Linked DNA regions of Mus musculus: regions 1, 3, 4, 5 and 6 are each linked to region 2. A link is a contact called in public promoter capture Hi-C data. All regions are on one chromosome and are shown on one strand. Each heading gives the region's core, a stretch centred on a gene start, on an enhancer-like site or on the middle of the called end of the contact. The rest is flanking DNA. Distances are from core to core; before and after follow the strand shown. Region 1 holds the start of Cmtm4 (CKLF-like MARVEL transmembrane domain containing 4). Region 2 holds the start of Pdf (peptide deformylase (mitochondrial)). Region 3 holds the start of Pdp2 (pyruvate dehyrogenase phosphatase catalytic subunit 2). Region 4 holds the start of Nae1 (NEDD8 activating enzyme E1 subunit 1). Region 5 holds the start of Tk2 (thymidine kinase 2, mitochondrial). Region 6 holds the start of Pkd1l3 (polycystic kidney disease 1 like 3).

Region 1 (2,700 bases), core at 123-2,622, 2.7 Mb after region 2:
ATTTATTGTTTTGTTTTTTTGAGACAGGGTTTCTCTGTGTAGCCCTGGCTGTCCTGGAACTCACTCTGTAGACCAGGCTGGCCTCGAACTCAGAAATCCGCCTGCCTCTGCCTCCCAACTGCTGGGATTAAAGGCGTGTGCCACCACTGCCCGGCTGTCTTCAAGTTTTTAAAAAAGCTATTAACATTTGTCCTTGGGGTGGCAGGACTCTGGTGTGTGCTTTTGGAGGCCAGAGGACAGCTTGTAAGGACTGGCTCTCTTCTTTCACCCATGGGTCACAGGAACTAAACAAAGGTGGTCAGATTTGGTGGCAAACACTCTTACCCACTGAGACTTCTCAACATCCCTGTCCTCAATTCTTAGCATATTGCTTAGCTTACAGTAAGTGTCCCCCCCCCCTCAAAATATTTAGTAAGTCAAATAATATAAATATTGAAGCTGGTATCCTTTCAGCTTTGGAAATAGACCTTGTGTTCTACTCATTGAATATTTGGTGCCCTTGGACAAGCCACTTCTACTCTGAAAGCTTTGTCTCCACTTGTGTAAAATAGTAATGATTATAACACTTCATTTGGTGCCTTCCTCAAGGACCGGAACAGATCTGTATTCAGGGTGCTGAAAGGTTCAGTGTCAAAGTGACAATTCTTAGAAAGTTAGTGTTTTACTTAAGCTTAAAATTAGTCTTCACACTTGAATGACAAATTGGTCTATAATTAATGCCTCCAGGGCAAAATTTGAGTGTCGCCTAGCTTGATGCTTAGAGGTAGCAAAACTTTTCTCAGCCAGGATAGGGAACTGATATTAGTTGCCAAGCACCTACTGTGTGCTCATATATTTCTCCTATGCCAGCATGCTGGATCCCAAATTGACACTGGGGTTGTGTGGATTCTGCGGGCTCCATTAACCCCGACCTCCCCCACCCCCTCACAGGCTGTACCTCTGACACAGAATAGGGTTGTCTCAGTGTGCCCAGCGTGGGAACACACACACTTAAACCTGCAGACGATCCCACTTTCTCTAAAGCAGGCTCTAAGGCTGCGGGCAGAGAAAACAGCTTTGTGACTCTTTGGTCAGTCTCCATTCTCTCCACCCTTTTTCCCTCTTTTGGTCTGGGCCTTTCCTTGCAAGGGCCGCCGGCGACCACCCCGGAGTCTGGGCCAGACGCCCAGCAGGTGAGGGCGTGGTGGGGGCGTGACTAAGGCTCCTCACCGGCCCCGCCCCAACCTGCAACGCCCCTCCTCTCCCCCACGACCCCCCGCCCCCAGCCCTCAGCGCCCCGCCCCTCCCCGCGCCGGCCGCAGTCTCCGCCCCCTCCGGGCCGGCGCGCGGCTCCCGCCTCCTTCCCTCGGCGCCCGCTCCCGCCTCCCTCCCTTTCCGCTGCCGAGGCGGCGGGAGCCGAGCCCCAGCGGACCGAGCCGCGGCCGCAGCGGGCGGCGGGCGCAGAGGCGGCGGCGGTGGGGTGGTCTGGCGACGGCGATGCGGCGGCCGCTCTGAGCCTGCCCGCTCCAGGCGCCGGGGGAACCGGCCGCGCGGGGCGGCAGCATGCGGGGCGGCGAGGAGCTGGACGGCTTCGAGGGCGAGGCCTCGAGCACCTCCATGATCTCGGGCGCCAGCAGCCCGTACCAACCCACCACCGAGCCGGTGAGCCAGCGCCGCGGGCTGGCCGGCCTGCGCTGCGACCCGGACTACCTGCGCGGCGCGCTCGGCCGCCTCAAGGTCGCCCAAGTGGTAGGTGCCGGGCGGGGCTCCAGGTACGAGCGGGCGGGTCGGCGGCCTAGCCCGCGCCTTCTTTACCCGCACCCGGCCGCGGGGGAAGGCCCGGCCGACCAGAGTCGGGTTCGGGCTGCGCGGTCCCCGCTCCGCGCACTCCGTACTCCGAGGTCCTTGGGCTGCAGTCCCTGCTCCTCTGGGGACCGCGCCCTCGGCCGGAGTCTGCCTTTTGCAGCTCCGAAGCCTCAGGGGTGCCTGGTGCCTGCACACCTGCTCCGGGGCCTACCTGTGCCCTCCCTGCTTCATCGACAAGAGGTTGGTGCGCAGAGCCGGTTGCGAGGGCCGTGCCATCGCCTGGCTACTACTGTGCTTAGCAACTTGTAGCAGGTTTTCCGGCTCGCGTAACCCCCAGACGGTTCTCTGCTAACAGAGGCCGGGGGCTGTGGCATGGTTTCCTCCCTGGCGCCTAGCAGGGTGCCCAGCAGATGGTGGATGCTCAATAAATATTTGTTGAATGGAGGCGTGTAGCCCAGATGCAGTGGGGGAGTCCAGATCTACCCACAAAGCCTCCAGTCTTTACTGCGGACGTTGGCTTCCTTCATAGCATCCTGTAGTCTCAGCACTGGTGGTGGCTTCTTGGGACTGCCCAAATTGGTACCCAGAGTTAAGTCACTCTGGGAGGGCGGCCAGTTTGGGAGGTGACAGATACGGGGAACTTTCTGTTGGACTTAGGCATTCGAGAGCACATTTCTTGGTGGGTCCCCCCCCCCCCGCGACCCCCCAGAGTGTTTGGTTCAGGGGCTTGTGGGTTCTGTTTCGGTTTTGTGGTTTTGTAGCAGGTCCCTTTGGGCAGTGTAGTTTATCTTTGTGGTGGACTGGGCACAGTCCAGTTTAAAAAAAAAACCTTTGTATTCCTCCTATTCTCTGTCACAGGTAGCCTTTCACCGAGGCCTCAAAACTTTATAGACTTGTCACCCTGACAGAGAAGCC
Region 2 (2,700 bases), core at 142-2,641:
CCAAGAGCTAGGATAAAAGGAAAGATTTTTTAAAAAATTTGTTTGTTTGTTTGGTTGGTTTTTTGATATGGGATTTCTCTTCAGGGGTTCCTCTGTGAAACTCTGGCTGTCCTGGAACTCTGTAAATCTCCTGAGTGCTGGGATTAAAGGTGTTCTTCACCACAGCCTGGCTTTTATCATTGTTGTTTTCGTTTTGTCTTTTTAAAGATTTTATGTGAGTGCTCTATCTGAATGCACACCTGCGTGTATGTCAGAAGAGGGCGTCAGATCCCATTACAGATGGTTGTGAGCCACGTTGTTGGGGATTGAACTCAGGACCTCTGGAAGAGTACTTAACCACTGAGCCATGTCTGTAGCCCTTGTTTTTGGTTTGACACTAGACAGGATCTCAGTATATAGCACTGGCTACCCTGGAACTAACTTGGTATACCCAACTGGCCTTGAACTCAGAGATCCTCCTGCCTCTGCCTCCCAAATAGCTGGGATCTGTGCCTGGACTCCAGTATTTACTGAGTGTCTCCTGGCTCAGGCTCCATCCACCCTTACAATGGGGCTCCAATATAACTAACTGTCCTTTTGTATTACAGAGATGCCCTTAGCCTGGCACAACTTTAATACCAGCATTTGGGAGGCAGAGGCAGGACGATCTCTGTGAGATAAGAGACCAGCCTGGTCTATAGAGTTCCAGCATAGCCAGGTCTCAAAAAAACAAAAAACCCAAAAAGATGTTCTTGTTGTATTGAAATATGTAATTGTGTTAAATCTTTTCTCTGAGTGTCCCCTCCCCTGCCCCACACCATCCCTGAGATCTCTGCATTGAATTTAATAACTTTTTTTTTCTTTTTCATTTCTTTTTCCCTACCATCTGGGTCAGGCATTTCACCCACCCAGCTCTCTAAGCACGGAAACCTTGGACACGTGAACATCAGCGCCATCCAGGAACCTCTCGCCTTTATTTTGCCTAAGAGAGAAACAGTTTTCTGTTTAGATGAGCAGGAGCTGGGGCCGGACCTCGTGGCCCCAGCTCCAGAGCTCCCTGCGGAGCAGCGGAGCATGGAGCCTGTAACAGAGAAGAGGGAACCAGGGGAGCCGCTGCCTCAGGAGCCCATGGAGGGGGAGCCGCTGCCAGCCGAGCCACCGAGTGAGGGAGGAGCCATAGGCAGTGTCCCCTGCCCGCAGCCTGGGGAGCAGCCCTGAGGGTACGCGCTTCTGCAGCGGGAAGGTGTGTGCAGTTGCTTTGCCCAGGATAGCGCGGGCCCTGTGGTATTTGCAGCTTTAATAAAACCGACAACTGTCGCCACTCGCCTGCTGTTCCCGACGATGGGCGTCCGGAAGTTACACGGGAACTACGCTTCCCGGCGTCTTTGGCGCTAGCGGAAGGAAGGGCCGCGGCGTCTCCCCGCGCCATGTTGCTGCTGGGCAGGCTGCCGCGGCCGGCGTGGGTTCCGGGGAGCCGGGCGCAGAGGTGCAGCTCCTTGGCCGCCTTGGAGGGCCCGGCGCGCACGCGCTCCTACTGGCGGTACCTCAGGCGCCTTGTATGTGGCGCGCCGCAGCCGCCATACGCGCACGTGTGCCAGGTCGGGGACCCGGTGCTGCGCGTCGTGGCGGCCCCGGTGGAACCCGAGCAGCTAGCGGGGCCGGAGCTGCAGCGGCTGGTGGGGCGGATGGTGCAGGTAATGCGACGGCGTGGCTGTGTGGGCCTTAGTGCGCCGCAGCTCGGGGTGCCGCTGCAAGTGTTGGCGCTCGAGTTCCCGGACAAGCTCCTCCGAGCCTTCTCACCGCGCCTGCGCGAACTGCGTCAGATGGAACCCTTCCCACTTCGGGTGCTGGTGAACCCCAGTCTGAGAGTGTTGGACAGCCGCTTGGTCACCTTCCCCGAGGGCTGCGAGAGTGTCGCCGGCTTTCTGGCGTGTGTGCCTCGCTTCCAAGCCGTGCAGATCTCAGGTGCAGGGGACGTGGGCAGCGGGGTGGTCTTGCTCTCTCTGGCTAGAGACAGTGCAGACACAGCGGCACTCGGGAGCCAACTGAACTCCTGAAGAGCAGGTCAGGCCCGCCTAGATGGGTTGCAGGGTGATTCCTTAGATATGGAGCCTGTCTTTCCCCTTTCTCATGAGTAGGTATATAGATTCCCATGTAAGTGTGTCTGTATTGCACACACGATTTTCCCAGTTTATCGTGGTGGGGCTTGTGTAAGAAAGTGGGACCCAGATTTACCCAGACTAGGGCAACAAACCATTCCATGCTTCACATTCACATTGTTTTATGTAATATGGTTATTTGCTACAGTGCCAAGCTGAAATACCTTTCTTTTGGGGGGGGGGGGTCGAGACAGGGTTTCTCTGTATAGCCCTGGCTGTCCTGGAACTCACTTTGTAGACCTCGAACTCAGAAATCCGCCTGCCTCTACCTCCTGAGTGCTGGGATTAAAAGGTGTGTGCCACCATGCCTGGCATGAAATACCTTTGATAAACAGCCCTTGAAAAGAGTTTTGATTTCTTATCCTTGCCCTGTAGTAGTGCTGGGAATCACGCTGAGTAAAAAGTCGGCACTGGACAAAATTGGGGTACCCTTTCTAGGAGGGATAAGAGCTGTTATCCACATTCACTCTTGGATGCTGCCTCTGTAGATAGGATATAAATAGGCATGGCCAGGGCAGGAAACAAAGTAGGGACAGGAGGTTGGGCATGAGTTCAGCAAAGC
Region 3 (2,700 bases), core at 148-2,647, 2.5 Mb after region 2:
TTGCTGGTCTCACAGAATTCCTGTGTAATTTGTATTGGTCATTGTTGTTTTGTTTTGAGACAAGGTCTTACTTTGTCACCCTGGCCAGCATGAAATTCACTGTGTAGGTCAAGCTGTCCTCAAAATCAGAGATCTGCCTGCTCTGACGTTCTCAATACCTCATGAGATTAAAAGTGTGTGCACCATGTCAAGATTTCACAACGTTCTGTAAAGACTTAATAAAATACGACACTTCTGAGCCGTCACAGTGCTATCACGCCTTTAATTCCAGAATTCCGGAAGCAAAGGTGAAGAGGCAAGCTGATCTGTGAGTTCAAAGCCAGCCTGATCTACATTGCAGACTGTTACTTTGCTTGACAAAGTAAGCCCATGGGAATGGGGGGGGGGGGTTGAAACTGGGAGTGTGGGTGCACGCCTTTAATCCCAGCACTTAGAAGGAAAAGGCAGGCAGAATTTGAGACCAGGTACACAGAGAAACTGTCTCAAAAATCAACAAAAGGAGGGAGCCACTATTTTTGTCCTTGGGATACATTCTGTACAGATTTTTATATCATTGGGCCAACTACTGTGAACATGATTTCCTATTAAAGGCAATGTTTTCAGTGATAGTACTATTTATGGTTTTTGGCATAAACATTCACAACTACTGGTGACTTGGAGCTTGTTTCCACTAACCTGGTACCAAATTACATGGCATTTGCAGTCACCTTTCCCTTACTTATTTCCAAAACCAGTAGGTCAAAGGGTATAAACGCACTGTCAAACCGATTTCCCAAAGCCAATACCCATCCCGCTGAACTTGGGACAGATGAGGTCGGACAGGGGCAGATGGCCTCAGACGCCCCTTGACCCTGCAGAAAGGACAGGCAGCTGTGCGCAATGAAAACCATTCGCCTCCAATGGGACAGAAAGAATTTAGCACCCCTAAAGAAACCAAGTCTCTTGATTTCTTGGCTGGACCGCAAGGCTCTAAGAAATCCCAGCCCCCGTTTAGTGGCTGAGCCTTGGCTTTCCAAGGTGTAAGAATCCAGTTGCGACGTCCAGCTCACCGGTGCTCCAGTACTAAGGAAGCTGGTGCAGAGAACCGGCTAAGCAGTCGTCTCCTCCACCAGTGCGCGGGCCCACGTGGCGCGTGCGCGCGAGTGGGGTGACCATGACCAGGGGCCAGCTCGTCCCGCCCTCTCACCTCATCCCCCTCTCCGCCCCATCACCTGAGGTACCCGTAAACTAGGCTAGGGAAGGCGTCCGCACCCCGAATCGTCCCCTTCCTTACCTCGTATCCTCGTCCTCTCCTCCCCAGCTGGCGCCGCTGGCACTCGGCGGATCCTCTCGGCTCACTCTGGTCCTGAGCACAGTTCCGCGGTTGCTGCGACTGGGTTTTACTTCCCTGGAGAGGCCCCCAGTCGAGGAACCAGCACCAAAAGAAATATCCCTCCCGCCATTCCTGATTGGCTTATCCTTGGAGGCGGGCCCTTGACGGACATTGAGATTACCCAATGGATGAGGAGGGCAAAAGGAAGGCAGAGGGGCGGGGCCGGGAGGGGCCACCCTGCACTCTACCCCCTGGGGTTACCCGTGGCTTTTGTGCAGCCGCTGCGCCAGTAGGTCGTCACGTGGGGCTCTTCCCCAAGCTTCCCTTATCACCACACCCTGCAAAGCCAGAACCAAGAGACCTCTCCAGTTCTTTACAGTTCATTCTCACATAGATTCCTCCCGGGTTTTGTTCCGTTCCCTCCAAGCCTCTCTCCAAAGTGCCACATCTTTATTATCTTTGGACACCTATCTTGAAGGCTTTATGGACACTCTAGGTTCTACTTGCCCTGACCTTATCTTCCAGTCAAACCTGCTTTTCTTCCTAAACCAGCAATGGCTTCGCCGGCCCCAGAAGACCCAAGTCCAAACACCAGGGTCAATTTGATGCTTCCCTTACTGTCACACACTTTAATCCTGTCATTCCCACCTCCTAAGTCCCTTCCCACCCATCCATTTGCCAATGCCAGACTCCAAAGCCTTTAAGGCCCCCTACTTCCAAATTACACTTAGTCCCAACCGATTTTCCTTCCTTTACAAACAGCTAGAAGGAACCTTCTAATACTCACATTTCTGATCTAAAGAGTTCATTGGCTCCTTACTAACCACCATTTTGAATTCTCAATTACATTGGCCTCTTAGCGACAAGTGATGTTAGCCGCACCTTTACTTGTTGGTAGCTTGGGAGAGCCAGAACCAGAGAGGTCCAGAGCTTTCCCTCCTTGCCTTCTGGTCCTAACAATAGCTGAGTCTGGTCTTCACCTTATAATGTGTGAGTCAGTAGAGTCCTTTCTTGAAGTCAAAGAGAGATAAGAGATAGCAGAAAGGTCTGAGAGTGCTGTCTCTGGAAAGAAAGGCAAGCTGGTTTACCCAAAGTCACGTCTGAGGTAAAAGTGTTCCTGCTGTATTTCTGTGATGTGTCCCCTTACTGGGCCTCAGGCCTCTCAAGGAGGTGGTTGCTTGGGAGTGTTTTGTTTTATTTGTGTTTTTGAGGTAGCATCTCACTAGGTAGCCCTAGCTGGTCTAGAACTAGCTATGTAGAACCGGCTGGTCTCCAATGTACAAAGATCCACCTACTTCTGCCTCCCAAATTCTGGGATTAAAGGCGTTTGCTAAATCCCTGTTTTTGTTCTGGGTTTTGCTTTGGTTTTGTGATACTGAGGATTGAAC
Region 4 (2,700 bases), core at 169-2,668, 2.5 Mb after region 2:
TTCCCACAGTGAATATTTCACAACCTCACACATACATTTAAGAATAAGTTTTCCTCAAAGGAGAGGTGGCAAGATGGCTCAGCAAGCTGGAAGATTTGGGCTTATCCCTCGAACCTGTGTTGAAGAGGACGAGAAGTGACTTCTGCAAATGGTCCTCTGTCCTCCACGAGTGCATGATGGCATTCTTGCACACACACCAATCAATAAACATTAAAAAGTTGTAAGAAGTGCATGCTCTGAGGTATCCTTGTCCACTTACTAACAACTGAATGCTTCTCAAAATCACACAGTCGCAGGCAGTACAGCACCCTCGGCCCCTGATGTTGTTGTTTCCAATTACATTTGTCCATCTTTCCTTTCCTGGGGCCAAGGTGTATGCAAGGCTATGTAGTGAACTTTCACTTTCACTTTTGACCTTCTCACATTCCCTGGGTGTATTTTATATCGCTCACGTTTCACCTGTCTAACTGGAGAGGGAATGTGACAACTGACAGACATGCACAAGCACATAATGAGCTGGGAACGCCTAACGCCCCTTTTCTCCCATCAGTTGGGTTCCATAGGGGTTGGGGGAGGGAGGTCACAGCAGGGTGTCCCCTCACCTTGTGTCCTAACACTGTGCCCAGGGGAAGTGCATTTGTTAGCACTGCAATATTACTGTCAAATGGAGCCGTCTCTTTGGTCCCTCACCCCACAAGGCTGGAAGGATTTTATGTGTGGATGTACACTCATCATGTGCTGGGATAATAATCTCAGGACGTGCAAGTGCATCTGGCAATCATGAATCTGGAGACTCCTCTAGGATTTGGGATAGAGGAAAGCAATTCTTACTTGTCAGCAAGCCTCTTCTTCCCTCTTGTCCTCAACTTGCTCATAAGCTCCTTCCTTAGCATCGGCCACCAAGGGACAGTCATCCTGTGTCACATGAATCGATGATAGCTTTAATTTCCTCCTTGTTCATGGGCTTCACAGGCAACTCTGGCTGCTTCTCAGACACCCTCCCGTCCCCCAAGTCCACTTCTCATTTGTCTCCTGATGCCGTTTCATCTCGTTCAAAACCCCCTTTCCCTTGCGTCACCACGGGGAACAATTCTTGGAGGGAAGCCGTGGGGTGGGGCCCCTCTGTCTACCCATCAGGGTAGCTTCTCTATATAGAATACTATATACAAGTATGCTGGTGTATTGTTCCTCTTGGAGGAGTCTCAGGAACGGTGAACTCACCCAGAAGAGGACTAAGGTTTATCAGTGATAAGGATTATCACTCGATTTAAAAGTCGGAGTTCTCCACAATTACTGCAGGTAGAGAGAGAGAAACATTCTGTGGAACTCAACCTCAGGTTTCCCCCGGCTTCCCAGTGACGCGTGCGCAGTGCAGCGTCGGCGCCCCCTACTGGCTGCGCGCTGGAGGAGGGCGCTTAGTGCGCCTGCGTGAGGCCGAGTGGGTGGCGGCCTCCTTAGGCGGCTTTGCTGTTCGCGGGCCAGGCGCGGCCATGGCGCAGCCAGGGAAGATACTCAAGGAGCAAAAGTACGACCGGCAGCTGAGGTGAGCCGGGGTTTACGAGTGAGCAAGCCGGCCAGGCTGGCGGGCTCTCCTGACACCCGCGGGGCCTAAGTGCCTAGGCCGGGTAGGCCGGCCTCCCACGGGCCTGCGGCTGCGGCCGGCCGTGCAGGGCGTGGGGAGCCGGCGCTCTGGGATCCGGCCACTGGCCCGAGTGTTCGGCGAAGGCCGGCTCGCCCCTTCCCGCACGGCTGGCTGTCCGCGGTTTGCGGTGCGCGGTGTCTCCGCCAACCCACTGGGCTGCACAGTCTCGGCAGGCCCTCCCTACTCGTTCGCTAAACGAGGGGGGTGGGAGCACCCCATCCTGCCCGACCGCCGAGCGCTGCGCCCCGGCAGGTATTGGTCTACGCCCGCGCTGGCCAATAGAAATGCGTCATGCTAGCTTTATCGGAGCAAACCGTGTTCGTAATTACACATTTTCCAGTAGGCACCTTTCAAATAAAGTTAAAAGAAGCTAGACATGGTAATCCCAAGGACTTGAGAAGCAGAGGCAGGTGGATCGGAAACTGAAAGCCAGCCTGGCCTCCATTGGAAGACCTTGGGAACCGGGAGAATAAAGAGACAGGAAAATAAGTTTTGCTACTAGTTCTCCCCACCCCTCTCGTTTATATAGAGACATGGTCTTAAGTAGGCCAGTCTTGAACTCAAGCGCCTACGTCCCAGGTCTCAAGTGCTGAGATTGAAGATGCTCACTGCCCAGCCAGACTCAAAAATAAGTTTTTGCTCCCCCACCCCACCCCTTTTTTTTTTTTTTTTTGTCTTTTACCTTTGAGTGGCCGCCTGGACTTGCAATGTAGAGCAGACTGCGCTCAGACTTGATGCAATCCTTCTGCCTCTTTTTCCCCAACAGCTGAGATTATAAGTGTGGACTATTACACCCGGTTTATGAAGTATTGAGGCTGGAACTCTGGACATCATGCCTGCTTGCCAAATTGAGCTACATTCCCCAATCCCAGAATCAAATTTGACAGTGTTTATCTAACCTAGTATTCCAAAACATTACAATTTCAACGTAATTATTGTTAAAATTACCAAGCTATTTTTGTTGTTGTTGTTCACAGAGTCTTATAAATCAGGTATCATACACATTTTAAAAATGTCTTAATTCATGCCAGCTGCATTTCTAGTACTCAGAAACCATT
Region 5 (2,700 bases), core at 72-2,571, 2.8 Mb after region 2:
GACAAAGTAGGAACTCAAGGCTGGAACCGGAGGCAGAAGAAGCAGAAGCAGAAGAACTAAGAGTGTTTATCAGCTTCAGTAGTTCTCTGGTTTGCTCATTCATAAAGACCCGCAGCTCACCTGCCCAGGGACAGCATTGCCCATAGCAAGGAGGCAAAAAACAAAAACAAAACAAAACAACAACAACAACAAAACCCCTCCTTCATCAATTAGCAACAGGAATATGCTCCACAGACATGCGCACAGGCCAATCTGCCGCAGCCAGTTTCTCAATTGAGGCTCCCTTTCCCGAGGTGTTTCTAGTTTGTGTTGCCTTGGTAAGAATTAACTAGCCCACAACCCCAGTCCATTTAGATCTCTTTGGATCCTGCCCATCTAAGATCTGTTCATTTGGCTGAATCTGATCAACAGTTACCAACAATCTCACCCCAAGACGCTCACACACACACACACACACACACACACACACACACACACAACTGTCGACTTTGAATTTGAAGATTTTATTTGCCTTTACTAGGTGCCTAGCAAATAAACAGGAAGCCCTGTTAGGGTGATGGCTTTTTTGTTACAGATCTAAAAGAGTAAAACAAAACCCAGAAAATGTCTTTCTTCATTTTGCCCAAGACGACTGCCAGCATCTTGCCACCTGGAAGAAGTGGAAATCTTCTTTACACGCATTGTAACTGCCCATATACAGTCAAGGCGGCAACATCTGGGCTTATTGGTCTTGAATGGGTGAATTATAGTACCCAAGCTTATTTTTGCTTACAAGTTGGCCTTACATGCTTTTTTTCTTATCCCTTTTTTGTTCATTCAGGGGAGATATTCGTTATGCTTTCCCGAGGAACATTAAAATCCAAACGTTGAAAATGTCAAAGACTGTAACATTTGGGAACAATGGCTTTCACGGCCCTCTCACCTGTGTCCCTCACACTGTTTTTTGTGATGGTGGGGATTAAACCTAGGAGGGCCCTTTGAAGCCCAAGGACAAGCTTGGAAAATGTTCCCAAGTTTGACAAGGTCTACTTGCAGAGTATTTTCGAAGGAAAATACAGGACATCCTGAGTAGGCGGTGCGAGGTGTGGATGGAGCCGGCAACCAAGGAAGTAATCGGATATACTAAGCAGTCCCCGGCATTATTATGCCATCCATTCTCTAAATCTACTTGGGTCAGGGCCATTCTGCGGTCTGTAAGTGGGGAAATCCTCACTTTGAATCTCTTCGGTGTAGCCTAGAGGGAGAAATACTAGCGGATCCCTTAAGGGGCGGGGCCGGACAAGGGGTGGGGCGGGGCTCCAGGACGCACCGGAAGGAAGTAGGACTTGCACATCAGCCAGGGACTATGCTGCTGCGGTCGCTGCGTAGTTGGGCTGCCCGGTCCCTGCGTAGCGTGGGCCCGGGGAGCTCCGGGAGCCCCGGGAGCCTCGATTCGGGCGCCGGGCCGCTGTGGGCACCTCGCCGCGCCTGGCCTCCGGGTAACTAGTGCTTTTGTGCCACCTCGTAGGGGCCACACTGAACCCCGCCCCCTCACCTGCTAGTCCCCAGGAAGGGTCTGGGGACTGTGGGACCCTAATGAACTGTCAGGATCGGCACTTAGTGGGGCTCAAACGCGGCTTCTCGGCCCATTTTTTTAATTTTTATTTTTTATTGTCAGATTCTTTAGGCTTGGGAGGTGGCTAGTTGGGGCACGAGCTGTATTTAATCAGCTCTTAGTGGATGCAGGTGTCTGCGGACCTAGGGGGCGGGTTCAGGCTTGCGACTTTCTCCTCTTGCTGGCAGTGCGGATCTTTCTCTTCGGAAATGGAAGCCAGGTGACATAGCTTTCATTGGCCTCGGGCTGCTGCTGCCAGGTGGGTTGGCAGTGTTGCCAGTCTTGGCCTAGACAGCCTGGGTCCCAACCCTTGGAATCTCTCAGAGTGTAGGTTATCCCTGGGTGCGCTGTGAAGATCCTAAGCACACAATCCAGGTGAAACGGAAAGTAGAATGTACCGAGCAAAGGAAACTAAGCAAGCACACATGGGCCTGGGCCCAGTACAGCGACACATACGGACCCAACTGTAGAGAGTCCCAAGAATGGCAAACATTTTTTGTAAGCCAGGGAACACGCATACGCAATGACTGTGTGGTCATTTATCAGGTCAGCACAGAGCAGAGTGAATAATTGAAACATCGATTTCCTTTCCTTTTTTAGATAAAGATAGAGAAAATGATAAGGAGAAAAAAGCAGTGGTAAGTTTCTCTTTGCATGCTTTCTCCAGCGTAATTTCGGTTTGGTTTTGTTTTTTTTTTTTTTTTTTTTTTTGAGGCGGAGAACAAAAACAATGGTGCGCACAGTGAAAAACCAAACCCAAGACGATATCCAGGGTCACAAATCTCTCTTCCTTCTTGTGGCCCGGTTCCTCTCCTTAGATTCCATCACCGTTAGCCATTTCTTGTGTGTACGGGCGGGAGTGGGGCCTCGAGCTGCATTCAGGTAGTAAGCACTCATGTTCAGGTGTTTGTGAACTGCCAAAGATGCTGACCGAGCCATCTAAACGGCTTAAATTGCATCTATTTGCTTCACTGCCGATTGCCCCGCCCAGATGTGGGGGGAAGTGTTCTTCTCACTTCCTTCTGCTGTCTAGTGGAGACCAGAGAATCCACGAGGGACCTCAGGGTGGCCTCAGTCAGGAGGTGCTTGACAGGCAGGCTCTGGGG
Region 6 (2,700 bases), core at 142-2,641, 2.6 Mb before region 2:
CACTTAAGGGGGGGGTGCGTGGTGGGGGGATTGAGAGTTTGAGACCAGTTTGTGCTGAATACCAAGTTTCAGGACATCTTGCACTATAAAGCAAAACTGTCACAATATAAAACAAAACAACAAAAATTCCAGATACCCCAAATCAAATAAAGCAAAATAACACCATACATGAAGACTCAGGAATTAAGTTTTAGACAGGCTCTGACAAAAAGCTCATTGCCACCGGTCAATGATGGTGCACACCTTTAATCCCAGCACTCAGGAGGCACAGGCAGGAGGATCTCTGTGAGTTCAAGGCCTGGAACGTGATCTACAGAGCACATTCCAGGACAGCCAAGGCTACACAGACAGACCCTGTCTCAGGGGGGGAAAAAGTACATTGCCATTGCTATGGAGACAAATGTTGGCCGAGACACAAAAGTGGAAAGCGTATGGAGAGAGATTGATGGTCAAACTAACCCTTTTTCTGATTATAAAAGCTGAAAGGGGGCTGGAGAGATGGCTCAGAAGTTAAAAGCACTGGCTGCTCTTTCAGAGGTCCCGAGTTCAATTCTCAGCAACCACATGGACACTCACAACCATCTGTAATCGATCTGATGCCCTCTTCTGGCAAGCAGGTAGATGTGCAGATAAAGCACTCATACGTAAAATAAATAAATCTCAAAAAGGGAAAAAACAATACCTTAAAATGTAATCTGAAAAAAAAAAAAAAAAAGTGGAAAGGCCAAAGATGACTTTCTTCCACCCTAGAACACAGCCCAAGAAAGCTTTTCCCCTCAACATTCAACACGAGAGCCCTACCTGTCTGATTTATCCCTGGATGCGATCCGGGCAGCGTCAGGTTTCCCCTGACCCACCACACTGTTTCTTCATTCAGGAAGCTTTTTAGGAAACCCCGAAGCTTGGGGTTCCACGTGTGGGCTAGGCGTCCTCTCTGGGCGTGGCAGTAGTTATCTGCTTCCTGGAAGTCACAGAAAAGTCTGTTAAGCTGATAGCAGCTGTTTCCCCCATGTTGCTCCCGGATGCTTGGTTTACGTCCCAAAATATCACCCAGAATGACACCGATTCTAATGTACAGCCAGAGCCAGGACCGCCTCTGCAAGAGCATTTTTCTCTCTGTGCCGAGTGAGAAGAGAGAAGATGTACGGAGGCTCGAGTGAGAAGAGAGATGTACGGAGGCTCGAGTGAGAAGAGAGAAGATGTACGGAGGCTTGGCAGCTGCCTGGGCTTTTAAATAGGACTCAGTGAGTTTGTCAGAATCGTCCGTATTGTTCTTTTGTGGGTTGGGAACAACCTGCCAAGGAGATAAAGGTTTTGTTTTGTTTAGGGAAGCTATTTCTCACCGGCTGCAAATGAATAGCAAACGGGGCTTTACAGTCGGGGGCACCAATGTCTCCATCTGTGTCTACACGCCCAGATGTATCTTTAGCAAATAAAGACCCATTATGACGCCAAAGCTACCTGCAAGCAGGGAGAGGTTGGTGGATATCGAAACCAGTGTTACTAGACTTGGCGAGCTTAGTTCTTAAAGCATGGGCTCTAACACAGAACCTTATGCACTCTATACAAGCACCCTAGCAATGAGGTATGTGTCCAGAAAAATGGATACTTTTTTATGAAAAGGAAAACTTTCTTTTGTTGTTGTTATTTTCAAGACAGGGTCTCACTATGTATCCCTAGCTGTCCTGGAACTCACTATGTAGACCAGGCTGGACTTGAACTCAGAGAGATCCACTTGCCTCAGCCTCTTGAGTGTTGGTATTAAAAGTCTATCTATCTATCTATCTATCTATCTATCTATACACACACACATATATACATACACACACACACACACACACACACACACACACACACATATATATATATATATATATATATATATATATATATATCCTCTTTTTTATCTATTCATCTGTCATCTGTTTACAGGCACCTGAGCCACTGCTGTAGCTTGGCTATGGTTAACAGTACTGAGTATTAATATGGACACACAGGCTCTCTTCTGAGTGCTGACTTCATTCCCTGTGGGTATACACCTAGTCTTCATATAGCAGAGTCATATAGCATCCTTGTAGTTTGTTTTTTTAGGAACCTCCCTATTGTTTGCTACAGGTTACACGTGGTTACACTCCCACCAACAGTGTATAAAGGTAACTTTCCCCGATTTTGATGAGGGCCATTCTGAGTGACGTGAAATGGATTCCCAGCATAGCTTCGGGTTGTATTTTCCTGATGGCTGAGGATGAAGGGTTAATGGTGTCTAAGCAGCAGCTGGGCTGAGAGGCTCTGGGCAGGAAAGTTGATTGACAGATGACATCTATGGAAGCTCCTAATCAGGAGATCCACACAAACCCGCTGGGAGCTACCACTTCCTGACTACAGGGGAAATGACCTGCAGATGGACTGGGCTCTTCTGCCCCCAAGACCCCAACTCCACATGTACATGGTCCTTGTTCCTGCGGAGAGACCATCACCTTTCATTGTGCTGAGAAAAGGACAAAGTGTTCCCAGGGAAGGCCAGTTTATTTTTTTATTTCTGTGGCAACTCAGTCTAACACAGGGTGTGTAGCATCTCCCCTCCCCATATTTACCAGCTGTCTGAGAAGTGTCAGCTCAGATCATTTGCCATTTATTGACTGCATTACTTATTCTCCTAATAACTTTTTTTGGGAGTCCCTTTATACATCCTGGATACAA

Evidence for each region. Promoter capture Hi-C pulls out the DNA fragments that hold promoters and counts their contacts.
Region 1: a promoter capture Hi-C map of embryonic stem cells shows a contact between it and region 2. The contact joins the promoter of Cmtm4 here to the promoter of Pdf in region 2.
Region 3: a promoter capture Hi-C map of liver shows a contact between it and region 2, with 4 times the contacts expected there. The contact joins the promoter of Pdp2 here to the promoter of Pdf in region 2. A contact is called at or near these places in 3 of 39 promoter capture datasets (liver and pre-B cells).
Region 4: a promoter capture Hi-C map of liver shows a contact between it and region 2, with 2.9 times the contacts expected there. The contact joins the promoter of Nae1 here to the promoter of Pdf in region 2. A contact is called at or near these places in 2 of 39 promoter capture datasets (both in liver).
Region 5: a promoter capture Hi-C map of pre-B cells shows a contact between it and region 2, with 4 times the contacts expected there. The contact joins the promoter of Tk2 here to the promoter of Pdf in region 2. A contact is called at or near these places in 2 of 39 promoter capture datasets (the C10 cell line and pre-B cells).
Region 6: a promoter capture Hi-C map of pre-B cells shows a contact between it and region 2, with 8 times the contacts expected there. The contact joins the promoter of Pkd1l3 here to the promoter of Pdf in region 2. A contact is called at or near these places in 10 of 39 promoter capture datasets (the 3T3-L1 cell line, the C10 cell line, the HPC-7 cell line and 6 more), 6 of 115 datasets of contacts at active chromatin or transcription factors (acute myeloid leukemia, astrocytes, embryonic forebrain and 3 more) and 1 of 9 other capture datasets (liver).

What each region holds. Positions count from the first base shown.
Region 1 is chr8:104,394,479-104,397,178 of GRCm38.p6, reverse strand. Cmtm4 (CKLF-like MARVEL transmembrane domain containing 4) reads left to right here and starts at 1,372. Exons shown (of 4, transcript NM_153582.5): 1 at 1,372-1,728. The coding sequence starts at 1,543.
Region 2 is chr8:107,047,305-107,050,004 of GRCm38.p6, reverse strand. Pdf (peptide deformylase (mitochondrial)) reads left to right here and starts at 1,391. Exons shown (of 2, transcript NM_026513.2): 1 at 1,391-1,944. The coding sequence starts at 1,407. Cog8 (component of oligomeric golgi complex 8) reads left to right here. Exons shown (of 5, transcript NM_139229.4): 5 at 875-1,296. The coding sequence ends at 1,197.
Region 3 is chr8:104,590,169-104,592,868 of GRCm38.p6, reverse strand. It overlaps Pdp2 (pyruvate dehyrogenase phosphatase catalytic subunit 2), which reads right to left and starts at 1,397. Exons shown (of 2, transcript NM_001024606.2): 1 at 1,274-1,397.
Region 4 is chr8:104,533,355-104,536,054 of GRCm38.p6, reverse strand. It overlaps Nae1 (NEDD8 activating enzyme E1 subunit 1), which reads left to right and starts at 1,418. Exons shown (of 20, transcript NM_144931.3): 1 at 1,418-1,543. The coding sequence starts at 1,491. It also overlaps a transcript of Car7 not described here.
Region 5 is chr8:104,247,179-104,249,878 of GRCm38.p6, reverse strand. Tk2 (thymidine kinase 2, mitochondrial) reads left to right here and starts at 1,321. Exons shown (of 10, transcript NM_021028.3): 1 at 1,321-1,478; 2 at 2,195-2,232. The coding sequence starts at 1,346.
Region 6 is chr8:109,612,925-109,615,624 of GRCm38.p6, reverse strand. Pkd1l3 (polycystic kidney disease 1 like 3) reads right to left here and starts at 1,391. Exons shown (of 33, transcript NM_001286454.2): 1 at 802-1,391. The coding sequence starts at 1,108.